Linked DNA regions of Mus musculus: all the other regions are linked to region 1. The links are chromatin contacts, called in public Hi-C maps. All regions are on one chromosome and are shown on one strand. The core of a region is the stretch at or near the end of the contact, and the rest is flanking DNA. Distances in the headings are between cores, read along the strand shown. Region 1 has its middle 190 kb from the start of Gm29922. Region 2 has its middle 44 kb from the start of Gm30126. Region 3 has its middle 33 kb from the start of Gm40217. Region 4 has its middle 67 kb from the start of Gm29922.

The links. A called contact is a pair of places that touch in the nucleus more often than the background predicts.
Region 2: a contact with region 1 is called in a Hi-C map of uterus, with 5 times the contacts expected there. The contact joins two enhancer-like sites.
Region 3: a Hi-C map of uterus shows a contact between it and region 1, with 2.7 times the contacts expected there. The contact joins two enhancer-like sites. A contact is called at or near these places in 1 of 484 Hi-C or Micro-C datasets (uterus) and 1 of 115 datasets of contacts at active chromatin or transcription factors (fibro-adipogenic progenitors).
Region 4: a Hi-C map of uterus shows a contact between it and region 1, with 8 times the contacts expected there. The contact joins two enhancer-like sites. A contact is called at or near these places in 1 of 15 datasets of contacts at CTCF or cohesin (the NIH/3T3 cell line), 3 of 484 Hi-C or Micro-C datasets (nephron progenitors and uterus) and 3 of 115 datasets of contacts at active chromatin or transcription factors (embryonic stem cells, fibro-adipogenic progenitors and pancreatic cancer cells).

The regions. Positions count from the first base shown.
Region 1 is chr4:105,654,408-105,657,743 of GRCm38.p6, forward strand. No RefSeq gene overlaps it. Among named protein-coding and RNA genes, the nearest start is that of Gm29922, 190 kb to the right of the region's middle. Within about 2 kb of position 1,839, at least 22 of the 459 cell types and tissues checked have an H3K27ac peak or open chromatin away from gene starts, as enhancers often do. A contact at or near this core is called in uterus, where this site is marked.
Region 2 is chr4:106,166,108-106,169,443 of GRCm38.p6, forward strand. No RefSeq gene overlaps it. Among named protein-coding and RNA genes, the nearest start is that of Gm30126, 44 kb to the left of the region's middle. Within about 2 kb of position 1,789, at least 11 of the 459 cell types and tissues checked have an H3K27ac peak or open chromatin away from gene starts, as enhancers often do. A contact at or near this core is called in uterus, where this site is marked.
Region 3 is chr4:105,350,775-105,354,110 of GRCm38.p6, forward strand. No RefSeq gene overlaps it. Among named protein-coding and RNA genes, the nearest start is that of Gm40217, 33 kb to the left of the region's middle. Within about 2 kb of position 1,672, at least 18 of the 459 cell types and tissues checked have an H3K27ac peak or open chromatin away from gene starts, as enhancers often do. A contact at or near this core is called in uterus, where this site is marked.
Region 4 is chr4:105,910,874-105,914,209 of GRCm38.p6, forward strand. No RefSeq gene overlaps it. Among named protein-coding and RNA genes, the nearest start is that of Gm29922, 67 kb to the left of the region's middle. Within about 2 kb of position 1,563, at least 11 of the 459 cell types and tissues checked have an H3K27ac peak or open chromatin away from gene starts, as enhancers often do. A contact at or near this core is called in uterus, where this site is marked.

The DNA of each region.
Region 1 (3,336 bases), core at 589-3,088:
TAAAAGGTCTTCATAGGACCTGGGCTGTCTTCTGTAAGTGTGTCATCTGTCTGGCTGGGAACTGGGTCTACATGTCCAACCTGGACACTCTTAAAAGACGTGGAGAGACTCTGTTTCTTGCATCCCATCAGTAAGAGGGTTCTTTTCACACCTCATGCACTCAGGAGACTTTTCCCCATGGTCCCCTCTGAGCCTCATTGTTAGTACAACAGGAAATTGGAAAGGCTCATGCCAAGATTGCTGTGCTCAAATTATAAAGCCAGATAGCTGCTAATACAGAGTGTCTGTGCTGAGAGGAGAGGAAATGAGAGATGAGGGATAGGGAAGGAGGGAAAGAGGAAGAGGAGAGGGAAGAGAGAAAGAATGAGAGGGGAAGGTGAAGATAGAGAGTTCTAAAGGAAGTGAGGAAATAAGCTAAGAAAAAGTTCATTTAAAATTAATTCATAAAATAATTAATAAAAATACTTAACTAATTTAAAATAAGTTCATTTTAAGATAGTATATGAGTTACATTACTAGAATGTTCATCGTAGATGTTTATGGAAGAGGGTAGGGTCAGAGGAAAGTTTAGAACTAGAAACAGGAAGCAGATAGGCAGAACAGGAGGTTGGACCATGACAGGACCAGAAGCAGATTCTGTATGCTCGGACTGAGGGGACATAATGGAGATGGAGTTTTACACTGTCCTGGCAGTGAGAAGGGCAGGGAAATCTGAGGAAAGCAAAGGTTGCAAGCCTTCCCTGGGCAAGGCTTTGTGAGTGGAGGTGGTGTTAGTGTGGGAAGGTGGGTCTCCTTTAAAGCAGTGGTTCTCTGCATATGTAGCAGAGGATTCCCTAGTTGGCCTGGGAAGAGAGGCCCCTTGGTCTTGCAAACTTTATATGCCCCAGTACAGGGGAATACCAGGACCAAGAAGTGGGAGTGGATGGGTAGGGGAGCAGGGCAGGGGGCGGGCGGTATAGGGAACTTTTGGGATAGCATTGGAAATGTAAATAAAGAAAATATTGAATAATAAAGCAGTGGTTCTCAACCTGTGGGTCATGACCTTCTTGGGGTTGAACAACCCTTTCACAGAGCTCACCTTAGACCATTGGAAAACAAAAATATTTGCATTACAATTCATAACAGTAGCAAAATTATAGTTATGAAGTAGCAATGAAAAATGTTATGGTTGGGGGTCACAACATGAGGAACTGCATTAAAGGGTTGCAAAATTAGGAAGGTTGAGACCCACTGTTTTAAAGGGTAGCTCAGAGAGCATCTTGGAAATGGTTGAGCCTGAAGAAGCTCAGAAGTCATTGCAGAATGAATTTTATCCTCTGAAACATGTAGGGTGAAGACTTAAGCTTGGATGTGACTGTAGTAGAGACAGAGTCTTCAGAAAACAATTAAGTCAAAATGGGTCATTGGACTTGACACCTAATCAGATAGGGCCACTGGCCTTAAAGAGACAGCCTCCCCCTCCTCCTCATTTCTCTCCCTCTCCCTCTCCTTCTCCTTCTCCCTTTCACCTGTGCCCTGTGACTCCCATCTTCACTGAAGTTTTTACAGAGAGAAATGGCACACGTTGAACCTGTATCTTCTGACTTGATCCTGTGCTGTCTTCAACCAACAAAGCTGCTCTCAGAAGAAGTTCATATTCAGGGTTACTGCTTGTCAGAATTTATTTGAAAAAACCAAAAACAATGCTTTTTTTTTTCTTCAGTGCTCCGTGTGATCATAGCCAGGAATTTTTGGCAAAGATTTTTATCATCACAGTGTGTTCTGTCTACTAATGGGCCAAGGGGCCAGTGGAACACAACACCCATCCACAGAGCATGGGGTGGGAGGGAGGAATGAGAGGAGGAGTGAGCAAAGGTCTTTGGAAACTGGGACGCCACGTGAGCCATTGGAAGTTAACACTAAACAGAGAGGACTGTCAAAGTCCTGGCACTGACAAGAAATCTAATACTGGAGCTTCAAGGCAGAGCAACTTAGAAGTTCAGGGCAAGAAAAATAAAAAATGACATCTGATACAGGGAAATGTCTTTGACCTGGACAATAAAATGAAATTAGCCTGCAGTGTATGTAGAGGATGGGGGCCTTTAAAGAAAGAGAGTTTTGGCAACGCTAAGTGACTTAGCTTTATGTAATGGAAAAACTTAACTACATTCTGGTGCAAATACTGTAAGCTCTGAGTCTAGGGTGACAGTTTCAAAATGCCTTTATTAAATACCCGTTCATTGAGGCAGTGGCCAGTTTCACCAAGTGTCCTCATGTAGACATTTCCTCCTGTCACTTGTCCTTCCTCCCTAGAGTCACTTCCTAAATTAATTTTGTCTCTGGTCCCATTCTGGGGATCTCTGATTAAGGTAGCTGCCTACAAAGTGGTCCCAGGTCGTGTTGGTTGGATGGTGTTTCTGAGTGTTCATTTCTAGACCAGTGGTCCTCAACCTTCCTACTGCTGCGACCCTTTAATACAGTTCCTCACGCTGTGGTGATTCCCCCCACACACCATAGAATTATTTTCGTTGCTACTTCATAACTGTAATTTTGCTACTGTTATGATTGTTACATAGTATTTTTGGAGATAGAGGGTTGCTAAAAAGGTCACGGTCCCCAGGTTGAGAAAACCATGTTCTGGACTCTTATCGTCAACATCCTAACTTCCAATTTGGAGCATACTTCTATCAAGAGACACTGGAAGATTTCCACTAAGCTTCAAACTGTGTTTCCATTTTGTCACAAGCACCCTTTATCATTCACCAACAGACAAAGACCTCAGTTTATCCTGATGAGGATAACGGACTCTGGATATGTAGAGGCACCAGGCTTGTTGCTATAGAGTGGAAACAAGGCACAATATACCAGAAACCTAGGGGATTCACCAAAGTGATCCTTGATACTTCCATGCATGGTCACAATAGTCACAAGGCAAGAGTCACCAAGGTTTATGCATTAAAGGCAACAAGCTCTCCTATCCCTCTAGGATGAGGTCCACCAAGAATGCACCCATGTATTGGCTAGGTATGAGGAAATCGTTAGAGATGTTGGAGATGGAAGTGTGGATTTTGGCCGTGGGAGTTCTGGTAAGATGAAGGGTTGCTTTTCTTCAATGGGATGAGCTCCTTTTGTTGAGTTCCTCTGTGCACTTCCTTGGCTGTATGCCACTCTTTCTTCTAGAAGTCACTTGGAAGTGAAGTACCTACACATGAGCTTCTGCTTCTGCACATGTGGGGAATCTATGTAGAGGAAAGTACAGCTGGGTATGCTCTCAGTTGCGCTGAGTAATCATTTTTGCAATGACACTTCAAAGTAGTAATATGTTGTTAGATTTCTATTCTGACACAACCTTTTAGT
Region 2 (3,336 bases), core at 539-3,038, 510 kb after region 1:
TCATGACTACACAATATCCAAGATATGGCACGGTTTGTACTTACTGCTCTTAGATTTACAATAAAAGAGAGCAGAAATAAATGAAAAAAATATGCAATTTGATAAAGAGAAAAGAATGAGCACGTGTCTTAGTTACTTTTCTATTGTTGTTAAGAGACACCATGACCAAGGCAACTTACAAAAGAAGGAGTTTACTGGGATGCACAATTGCAGAGGGTCAGAGTCCATGATCATCATGGCAGCAGGCAGGCAGGCATGGTGCTGGAGCAATAGTGGAGAGCTTACATCTAATCCACAAGCATTAGACAGAGAGTGAGCTAACAGGGAATAACATGGGCTTTTGAAACCTCAAAGCCCACTCCCAGTGACACACCTCCTCCAACAAGGCCACACCCCCTAATCCTTCACAAACAGTTCCACAAACTGGAGAGCAAACATTCAAATATACAAGCGTATGGGGGCCATTCTCATTCTAACCACCACAGCCAGTTTCAAGTTACAAAGTTGGTGCAGAGAAAGCTGCTGTGCTTGTTAAAAAGATTTGCACCGCTAAAGAGAAACCACATTCTCTGTCCTGGGGTGATAGGAAAGATGCCCAGAGAGCAAGATCCCACCCATTAAAGCCTCTAAGTTTCAGAAATGCAAATTCATTTAAAAGGAAAGAGCCTTAACTGAAATTGCTTCCAAGTGGGAATTCCCTGCTGCCAAGCAATCTCAGATTCAGCCACCAAAGCACACAGAGACTGCTATAGCCATGACTGAAAAGGGACAATACTGTGTCCCAAGCTGACAGTAGAAGCATCACTGACAGTTTGAAAGCATGAAAAGCATGGGAGTCACCAGTGTCCTGGAGTCTTGCACTGAGGCTGCAGGAAGTCACTGAGGCCAGGCAATGTATAGCAAGATCCGATTCCCTGTGAGAATGCCTGGACAGACCATTGCACAAAACTGCCACAGGCTGCAGGAATAGAATAGAGCCATCCCAAAAGAAGCTACATGCACTGCAGGCAGCGGAAGTAGGAGGGTGGGGCCACCCAAGTCTGTTGTAACCCAGATGATGCCATTCAGAGCCCCCAGTGCTGGACATGGAGCTACAGAAACTGATATTTACCATGCTAAGTTTTGGTCTTGTTGTGGCCCAACTATTTCTTTGTTATACCCGTACTTCTCCCCCTTTGAAGTATAAATGCTTACGCAATGCTAGCGCCAAGTTGGTTGGATTTGGAAATACATCTCTGGGTATGTGTGTGAATACATTTCCTGAGAGGTTTGACAGAATGGACACCCCACTCTGAATGTGGGTGATACTATCCCATAGGCTGGAATCCTAGACTGAATAAAAAGGTAAAATACAGGAGGAGGGGCTGGAGAGGTGGCTTAGAGGTTGAGTCCTTGCTGTTCAAGCATGAGGGAAAAAGTTTAGATGCCAACACCAGTGTAACAAGCCAGGCAACCTGCAGATGCCTGTAAACCCAGCTCTGAGTGGGACAAAATAGAGATCTCTGGGTTTGCTGGCTTCCAGCCAAGCTGAAAACTCAGAGCTTGCAGGATCAGGGAAAGATGCTGTCTCAAAATCATAGGCTAGAGGGATAGAAGATGCCTTCTCTGTCTCTAAAAATGCACAGGCATTCAGCTGACACATAGACACTCACATGAATATACCACATTAGCATGCGTGTTCCCTCAATCTATGAGCCAGAGGAAGACTTTCCTCCCCTGGCTTGCTCCCTGGGAGGCATCTTGTCAGAACAACAGGAAAGTAACCAACCCAGCTCCCAGCTCCCTCTGCTCAGCAGCTAGGCGGAAACTGCAACACCAGCATCAGCCACTGTGTGGACAGGATATAAGTGCAGAGGAGAGTTTACACAGTTCCAAATATCGAAACATAATTTAGCATTTGCCCACAGAAAACTGTTTCTGTTTCTGAGCATGTTTATCAAAAGGATGGAGAAAGAGAAGTATAGACGGGCAGTGGGAAGAATTTGAAATGGGCTGTTTATTTAGAAAACTAACCAAAGCAACAGGAAGCAAAACATTCTGCTATGCAAGTGGCTCTATTTTTCTTTAAGGTCAATGACACTTATTTCTTAATCCCATCCCATCAGCTCTGTGGTAGGAGAAGTGCTTCCCAGAGACCTACGAACTATTCATGAGACGTCATTCCTTCCAGATTGTTTGTGTGTGTGTGTGTATGATGGGTAGCATTTCAGTGGGAAGAGAGAGGTTCAACACAGCTGGAAGTCCACCATCACAATCCAAAACCCAACCCTCAACCATAAAAACCTCCACCAGGCCTTTTCCTGCCTTGAATTTGGGTGGTGCTCGAGCTGGTACGTCAGCTGGGCCAGCCTGATGTCAAAACGCTTATAAGAATCTTGTATTTTGCCACCAACCCTCTTCCAAACCAGACGCATAAGTGGCTTGTGAGACTTTTCCCAGTCATGCAGTTTCACAAGAGCCCATCTATTCAGTCAGCAAATCGTGGTAAAAAACCTACCACATCCCAGACCCTGGACTGGCACTGAGTTGAAAGTAATTAAGCAAAAGCATCCACATTTCTCCTAATGCTGGGTCGTGTTTATGGCCTGCATCTTGTTCAGCCTTCTAATGATGAACACCTGGTCAACATCAACCATATGACAATTCATCATTCGGTTCTCTTGTTTCGTTCAAAAGCCTGTCCCTAGATGATCCTCAAGGATGCATTTCTTTTGGGATTCAATCCAATATCCAGATGTGTGAGTGTGCTTAGAAGGGTCACGAGACCCTTGGAACCAAACTTGCTCTAACATGATTTAACTACAAAGCCCTTCCTTAGACCCTGCTCGGGTTTAATATTGCTTTCCTGAGGCCCATCTGTTCTCTCAGTGCCTCTTAGTGTGGGTGTGTCCAAGCCACCTGCTCAAGGGGACCCAGTTTCACTGCCTCAGAACCAGAGTCGTTTCCTGTTTCCACATTAGATGAATTTTTAACGAGATGACAAGGGGCAGCTGTTTTCTCAAGCCATGAAGAGTGAAAGAAAAGGAAGCACACGGGCCAAGAGGGAAGAGTCTTGGGTTGTTGTCCATCCAAGCCCCACGGTGCTGAGTAGCTATGGAAAATCTCTTGGGTCCAGATCCATTGTAATCCCCTCCAGAGCTTCACACAAGCCCTCTATCCTGTTCTTTTTCTATGCTCTCTCTTCCAAGGTCATATAAAGGATCATCGGAGCATCTATACAGATGAGATGAGATGCCATGACCATATGAACCTTACTAGACACCAGCAGCTCTGGAAAGGACTTGAGCAAACTCGGTTTGCACTCTCATGGTCTAATAGTGCTTCCATATCGTGAGC
Region 3 (3,336 bases), core at 422-2,921, 300 kb before region 1:
CACTTCTTTTTTAACGTTATCAGCTGTGTACAAGATGCAAGTGAGAGTCAAGGAATGCAAATGTGTTTCCACTCATGTCTACCATGTGCCTGGCGCTAGATATGTTGTCTGCTCTACTCTTCATAGTAACTCTGTAAGACAGCAGGTCTATTTTTCCACAAAGGGATGCTCAGACAGGTAAGATGTCTTGACTCTTACACAATGGTTAGGCATCAAGGCCAAGATTAAAACCTTAGCCTGTCTGGCCTCCAAATTCAGGCTGGCTTTCTTTTCTTTTCTTTTCTTTTCTTTTCTTTTCTTTTCTTTTCTTTTCTTTTCTTTTCGTTTCTTCTCGCCTCTTCTCATTGCTTCTCTTCTCTTCTCTTCTCTTCTCTTCTCTTCTCTTCTCTTCTCTTCTCTTCTCTTCTCTTCTCTTCTCTTCTCCCCTCCCCTCCCCTCCCCTCCCCTCCCCCCCCCCCTCCCCTCCCCTCCCCTCCCCTCTCCTCCCCTCCTCCCCATGTCTTGCCCTCTCCCCGAGTCTGTCTTCTCAGGCTGTCCAGGAATGTGCCACCACGGCCAGGCAGGTTTGTTTGTTTGTTAGTTTTTCTATTATTTTCTTTTCTGCTACTTTCTGCCTGGGAATTTGTGTTGTGTGTATTAGTAGGAGCCATTGTTTTCTCTAAGCGCCTCTCTTTAGGAAGGCTCCATTTCTTTGTCCTATGTAATGCTATAGAACATCCTGCAGGTTCAAAACAAAAATATTTAACTCTTCGACTATATGGGACTGCTCACATTCTGCACTAAAGGACAACATGGTGGTGGTGATGGGAACAATGTTGGGAGATGCTCTCCCAGAAATGGATGCTGGCTGTTGGTTCTGTTTTGAGATGTGGGGTCAGGTATCAGGAACAGGTTGTGTGGCTCTATTTGTCTTTAAGATGAGTAGGTTAAGCTTTGGAGAGGAAGACAGAAGATTAAACAGGGGCGGGGGGGGGGGAACCTTCCTTCCAGCTCAATCAGCTGAAGGTTGTAGGGACTTCAGTCAACTGTGAGCACTAACTGCTACTTAGCAGCTTCACAGAGATCCAGGAGTCTGTGTATGGAAGACACCCTTATATCCTGTCCAGCTTACTGCATTCTCGAATTATAGTTGGCAAAAGATAAGTAAATGAAAGTAAGCTACTCAACCCATGGTTTATGTACCACTCTGTGTTCTTTTGAGCAGTAGAATGAATATTCCCAGGTTTTCAAGTTAATGAGGCACAGGTCTGATTTTTAATCAAGCCTCTTACCTGTGTTTGTGGCTTGCTTATGTGGGTCAGCCATTTAGTCCTTCTGGCCTCAGGTTCTCCGTCTGTGAGAAAAGTGTAACAATACCTGAATTGTAAGGTCAGCAGCAGCAACAGCAGCAGCAGGCACTCCTCCATTATTAGTATTTTTTCTTCCTATGTCTCAAAGTGGGAATTCTTTATCTGTTATTTGTTAGGTAGAGAGATGAGCATGAGAGATGACCTAAATTCTCTGAGACAATATGAATCCACCCAGCCTGTCGGTGGCGACTGCCAGCCTCTGTTCAAAGCTTCAGCCAGTGCCCATTATGTCATTATGGAGCCTGCAGAAGTGATTACCAATGTTACTTTTCCAGTTCACTGCAGAGCAGAGGGGGAGAGGTTTTTCACACTGCTGGCGTTTTGTTGGAGCACGGTGATATGGATCCCAGATGGCTCCCTCGGCAGATGTGGCCCTGCAGAAGTGTACTGCTGCTTTACAAGGGATTTAATGAAAACCTGGCGCCCCTCCAGGCTTGAGTCAATCCTCTGGTGTTCTCAGCTAATACACACAGACTGGTCTGCCAGTTCCCACCTATAGATGGCGCGGGGGAGGCTGGGGTGAAAAGCTTTTACTTGAGTAACAAGGCTAAGCCTCTGTGACCCAGTCTACAGGTTGGGGTAGGAGAGCTGGAACAGGGGCGTGGAGGGACATTGGTAGGAGGGTAGCTCATACTGAAGACTGTCCAGTTAGCTGAGGGTAGCCCGTACTGGAAAATTTCCAGTTAGCTATTGTTTAGGCAGGATGATCTGGGGGACGAGGACAAAGATGGCTTTCCCAGTTGTTTGGGACTCATGGTGTTTTTCTTCCTTGCCATGGGTTAGACTAAAAAGCAGTGGGAAAAACGGTGGCTTCAGTTAGTTCCTGCTTTTAATTGGAATTGGATCTGTGTCTAGTCACCCTGTTTGAAGTGCTCCGACTCCTCAAGTGTCAGCTTGCTCACTCCCATGTCTTTTATTTTGGCTTCACTATCATATTTTGGAAACGATGCCTCAATCTCCTGGCTGCAAGCTCCCACCCCCCAGTTCTTAGCCTTATGGCACAAGGCTTATGCTGCCGGAGCCAGACATGAGTTGTGAAATGTAACCACAATTTACTTGTCTACTTGCTTCCTGTTTTGGTCAGTTTGTGGGATGCAAGACCTTTGGAAGTAAGAGCTCCTTGCATCTCCTTGACTGCTAAAGCCCAGTGCCCAGGGTGGCCTGGTCCAAAGTAAAGCTTCAACAAGCATTACTGGATAAGGGATGCATTCAAGGACAAGAATAAGACAGGTCTATGTTTATACCGCAGTGCCATCATCCACAAGCTGGACTCCTTTCCCAGATCTCTCTTAGGTTCACCACGTGTACACAAGGGCTCAGCTGCTAGAGAGAAAGGTTGTTCATAGACAGCAGCACCAAGGAGAGCCCAAGACACACAAGCTATGAAGCAGTCTCTAAAAATTAAGCCCCGATACGTGTATCTAGTATTTCTGTTCAGCTAACGCCCATTGAAGATCTAGGATCCGCTCTGCCCCTTACCAAGACCTGGCAGTACATTAGGTGGGTCCTCACACAACCCTGGGAGCTGTTTTGTTTTGTTTAAGTTTCTTTCCCATTTTAGAACAAAGGAAGTAAGGCTTTGGGAAGATGCAGCAGCCGAGCAAGCCTCAACAGCTCCTCAGAGGGACAGACAGCATTAACCACATTTCTATTTTCAAAGCCATAATTTTCCCCATAATCCCAGGCTGCTTCCTATTAACACTTACCCTGGATAAATAAACATAAGGAAGCCACGTTCTCTGTCCTCTGGGGGCTCTGGTTAAGGTGATAAGACATATGTAAGAGTAGAATGAAACACTAGGAAAAACCAAAGTGGATATATATATATATATATATATATATATATATATACATATGGCTTTGAAGTTTACAAAGCTTGTCCCAATATTTACTACACATTTGAGTTTTGAAATATTATAGTCCAGGATATATAAATAATTTATACAAGTCAATAAGAAAAAGATCAACCACTGTGGAAAATATGATA
Region 4 (3,336 bases), core at 313-2,812, 260 kb after region 1:
AGCTGACTTCTGGTCCGTGTCTCCAGTTTCCGACTACATCTGGAGCAGGGAACTAGCTGGAAGACAGCACAGATAGAGATCTAGTGCAACCCAAGCAATACTGTTGGGCTGGGGAAAGGTCTAGAAGCTACAACAAGAACTTAAAAATATCTTCCCTATTGCAGATGAGTTCTGGGCCCCGAGAGAATATGGTATTCCATACAAGTCCCAGGGTTCATCTTCCCCACAGGGACAGTGCAGCATGCACTTGGAGGTTGGGAGGGGAGATGGTTAACAAGCTCTCACTCTAGAGATGGTTATTTCCTAGGAAATCATGTGGCAGGTTCGATGTAGTTCTCATGACTGTCCATAGAAATGGACACAGCCATGCCAAGTGATAGAAGAGGGGACAGAGAAGCAAGGGGCACCTAGGATCCAACTTGTCACAGGTGAAGCAGGTGGCCCCAGCTGAAGGCCAAGCTGTTGAACAAACCCACCCCCACCCCCCCCACCCCCGCATGAGGTAGCATCTCCTCATTCTTTCTCTAGAAGAAGGCAAGATATTTGCTTGCTCTGATCATTTAAGAGAATATTATTTGTATGCCATGGTATGTTCTAAGTCTGATTCCTCCATGTTTTTCTAGGCTGAAGGCAGATACTAGGGTGCTCCAGAAGGAAGCAAGGGAGAGAAAGAGAGAGAGAGAGGGAGGGAGGGAGGGAGGGAGGGAGGGAGGGAGGGAGGGAGGGAGGGAGGGAGGGAGGGAGGGGAATAGAACAAGAAATCCTTCCTTGGCTCCCACATCTCTTCTTTATGTTCTAGGATCAGCTCAACACAATAACGATCATCAAATGTACACAGCTCTCAGCTTTGGTTAAATACTTTTGTGTTCTTTGAGCCCTCTGATCGCCCTGTGAAGGGAAAAGGGATCCTACTTCATGAACGCTGTCATGAGTGGATCACCTCTGGAGGCTTGCCAAGTTCTAACAGCTGCGAAGGCTGTGAAGTGTGAACCTGGCCATAGCCTGGCCCTCCGGAGGTCTGTTTCCACCTGTCTCCTCAAATAAAAGAGCTGCAGGCTGTGGATGAGTGGTGGTCGGCCTGTGCATGACAAGGAAGAATTTGGTTCAGTGTGGCCTACCAAGCTCTGCCCCCACAGTCAGGGCAGTGACTAGCTTTAAAGGAACACAGGCAATATGACAGCCACACAGCTGTGCAGCTTGAGGGGTCTGGGAGCCTCCTGGTGACACCAAGGCTGCAACCCTCAAGGCCTGCAGGAGCACAGACAGAGGGGCCCACACTGTGAGCTGAGACCTCTGAGCCACATCTAGGGTCACAGCAGCCATATGGCATCCCGAGGCCACAGCAAAGAAGAAGACAGGGCAAACCTCCGGTCTGTCCCATCCCTTGAACTTTCCATAACTTCTCGACACCAACAATTAGGACTCCTATTGGATCTGATCAAACCTGAACACTATTCAGGAAGCTTGAGGCTATTGGTGCAAGGGGCTCGTACAGGTGGGGACTACCCCAGGTCCCTAGGAGAGGAAACACAGCACCCCGTACCTCAGCAGCACTCTGGTACATCTGGACTTTCTCCTTCATTCCTTGGCGCTGTGCGAGTTGATGAGCTGTGGAGCACAGCCAGAGTGTTTTCAGAACTGTTAGCTATTATGTCCTAAAAAATAATAAATTGCATGCAGTGATCTGCTTCTTTCTTTCAAAGCAACTGCAGAGCCAAAACCCCAGGCTCTCTCTAGGGCACACATTGCCTGGTCATCAATGGGGGAGGGGGATCTATATCCCCAGATACCCCCACTTAATCTCAATTCCTCACTCAGCACCAGATGCGAGTCCTCTTGGTCCCCTGATACCGTGACACCCTTACAGGCTTCTCAAAGCCCTGTTGGCAGAGTGAACTGAGATCCCAGCCGTAGGCAACCCTCTCCTCAAGACACTGGCTCTGAATAGATTATTTCAGATCATAAAACGTACTGATCCAACAAGCTCAAATCCACAAATAACAGGCTGTCCAGTGAGTAGGGAAGTTACCATTGTGTCAGCTAGAAAAGCCTGCTCACCGTATGCCTTCTGCTTTCTACTCTTTTCCACATCTGCCTGACAACTTTCTCTCTTGTCCCACCACCTCCTCCTTCCTCTCCCCTCTTCCCTCTTCTTCTGTCTTCTCCCCCACCCCCGTTCTCCCCTCCCATATCTCCCTATTATCTCTATTATCCCTCTCCTTTCCAGGCTTCATGTTGCCCCCACACACACACCAGCCCAATGCATACCTCTCTGCCTTTCCTTCTTCACTTTAGAACCCTTGGGACAGCTCTGTAGCAAACAAAGTTTGTGACTGCCCCCCAACACACACACACACACACACACACACACACACACACACACACACATTAGAGCTGGGGCATCTTCAGTGATGCTGTTTAAAACCTATTGCTTACTATTTGGCTGAGGCCACAGTTTTAGTAGGGGTGTTAAAAGCTGACCACTAGCTGATAGATACACAGTTTCAGACCCAGAAATGGAAATTCTGGGCCCAACATGTCTGGGATATTAGTGTATTAAAAAGCATAAGAAGGGCTGAGACTATAGGTCAATGTAGAGATCTTTCCTGGCAAGATCTGTGTGAGCTCCTAGTTTACTTGCCAAGCCTGAGAACAAACAGAAACAAAGAAAGGGGGTTGAGAGATTGCTCCTTAAGTAAGAACACTTACCATGACTGCAAGAGGACCTGAGTTCAAATCCCTAACATCAAGCCTATAAGCCCAGTGTTAAGGGCTTAGAATGGTTCCTCTAGGAGCTTGTGCCTAACTGAAACAGCAAGCTCAAGGCTCGGGGCTGTCCTAGTCAGGGTTTCTATTACTGGGATAAACACTGTGACTAAAGCAAGTTGGGAAGGAAAGCATTCATTTGGCCACATCACAGTGCATCATTAAAGGAAGTCAGGACAGGAACTCAAACAGGGCAGGAACCTGGAGGCAGGAACTGATGCAGAGGCCATGGAGGAGTGCTGCTTCCTGGCTTGCTCCTCATGTCTTGATCAATCTGCTTTCTTATAGAACCTAGGACAACCAGCCTGGGGTAGCACCACCCACAATGGGCTATACCCTCTGAATTAATAACTAATTTAAAAAATTCTCTATAGGCTTGCCTACAACCTGATCCTATGGAGGCTTTTTTTTTCCCTCTGAGGTTCCCTCTCAGCTAGCTTTAGCTTGTACCAAGTTGACATAAAACTAGCCAGAACAGTAACACATGCTCTCAAAAACAGATGAAAACCATAGAAGAAGACACATCATAATACTCCTCTGGCCTCTACATATACATACATACACATACAC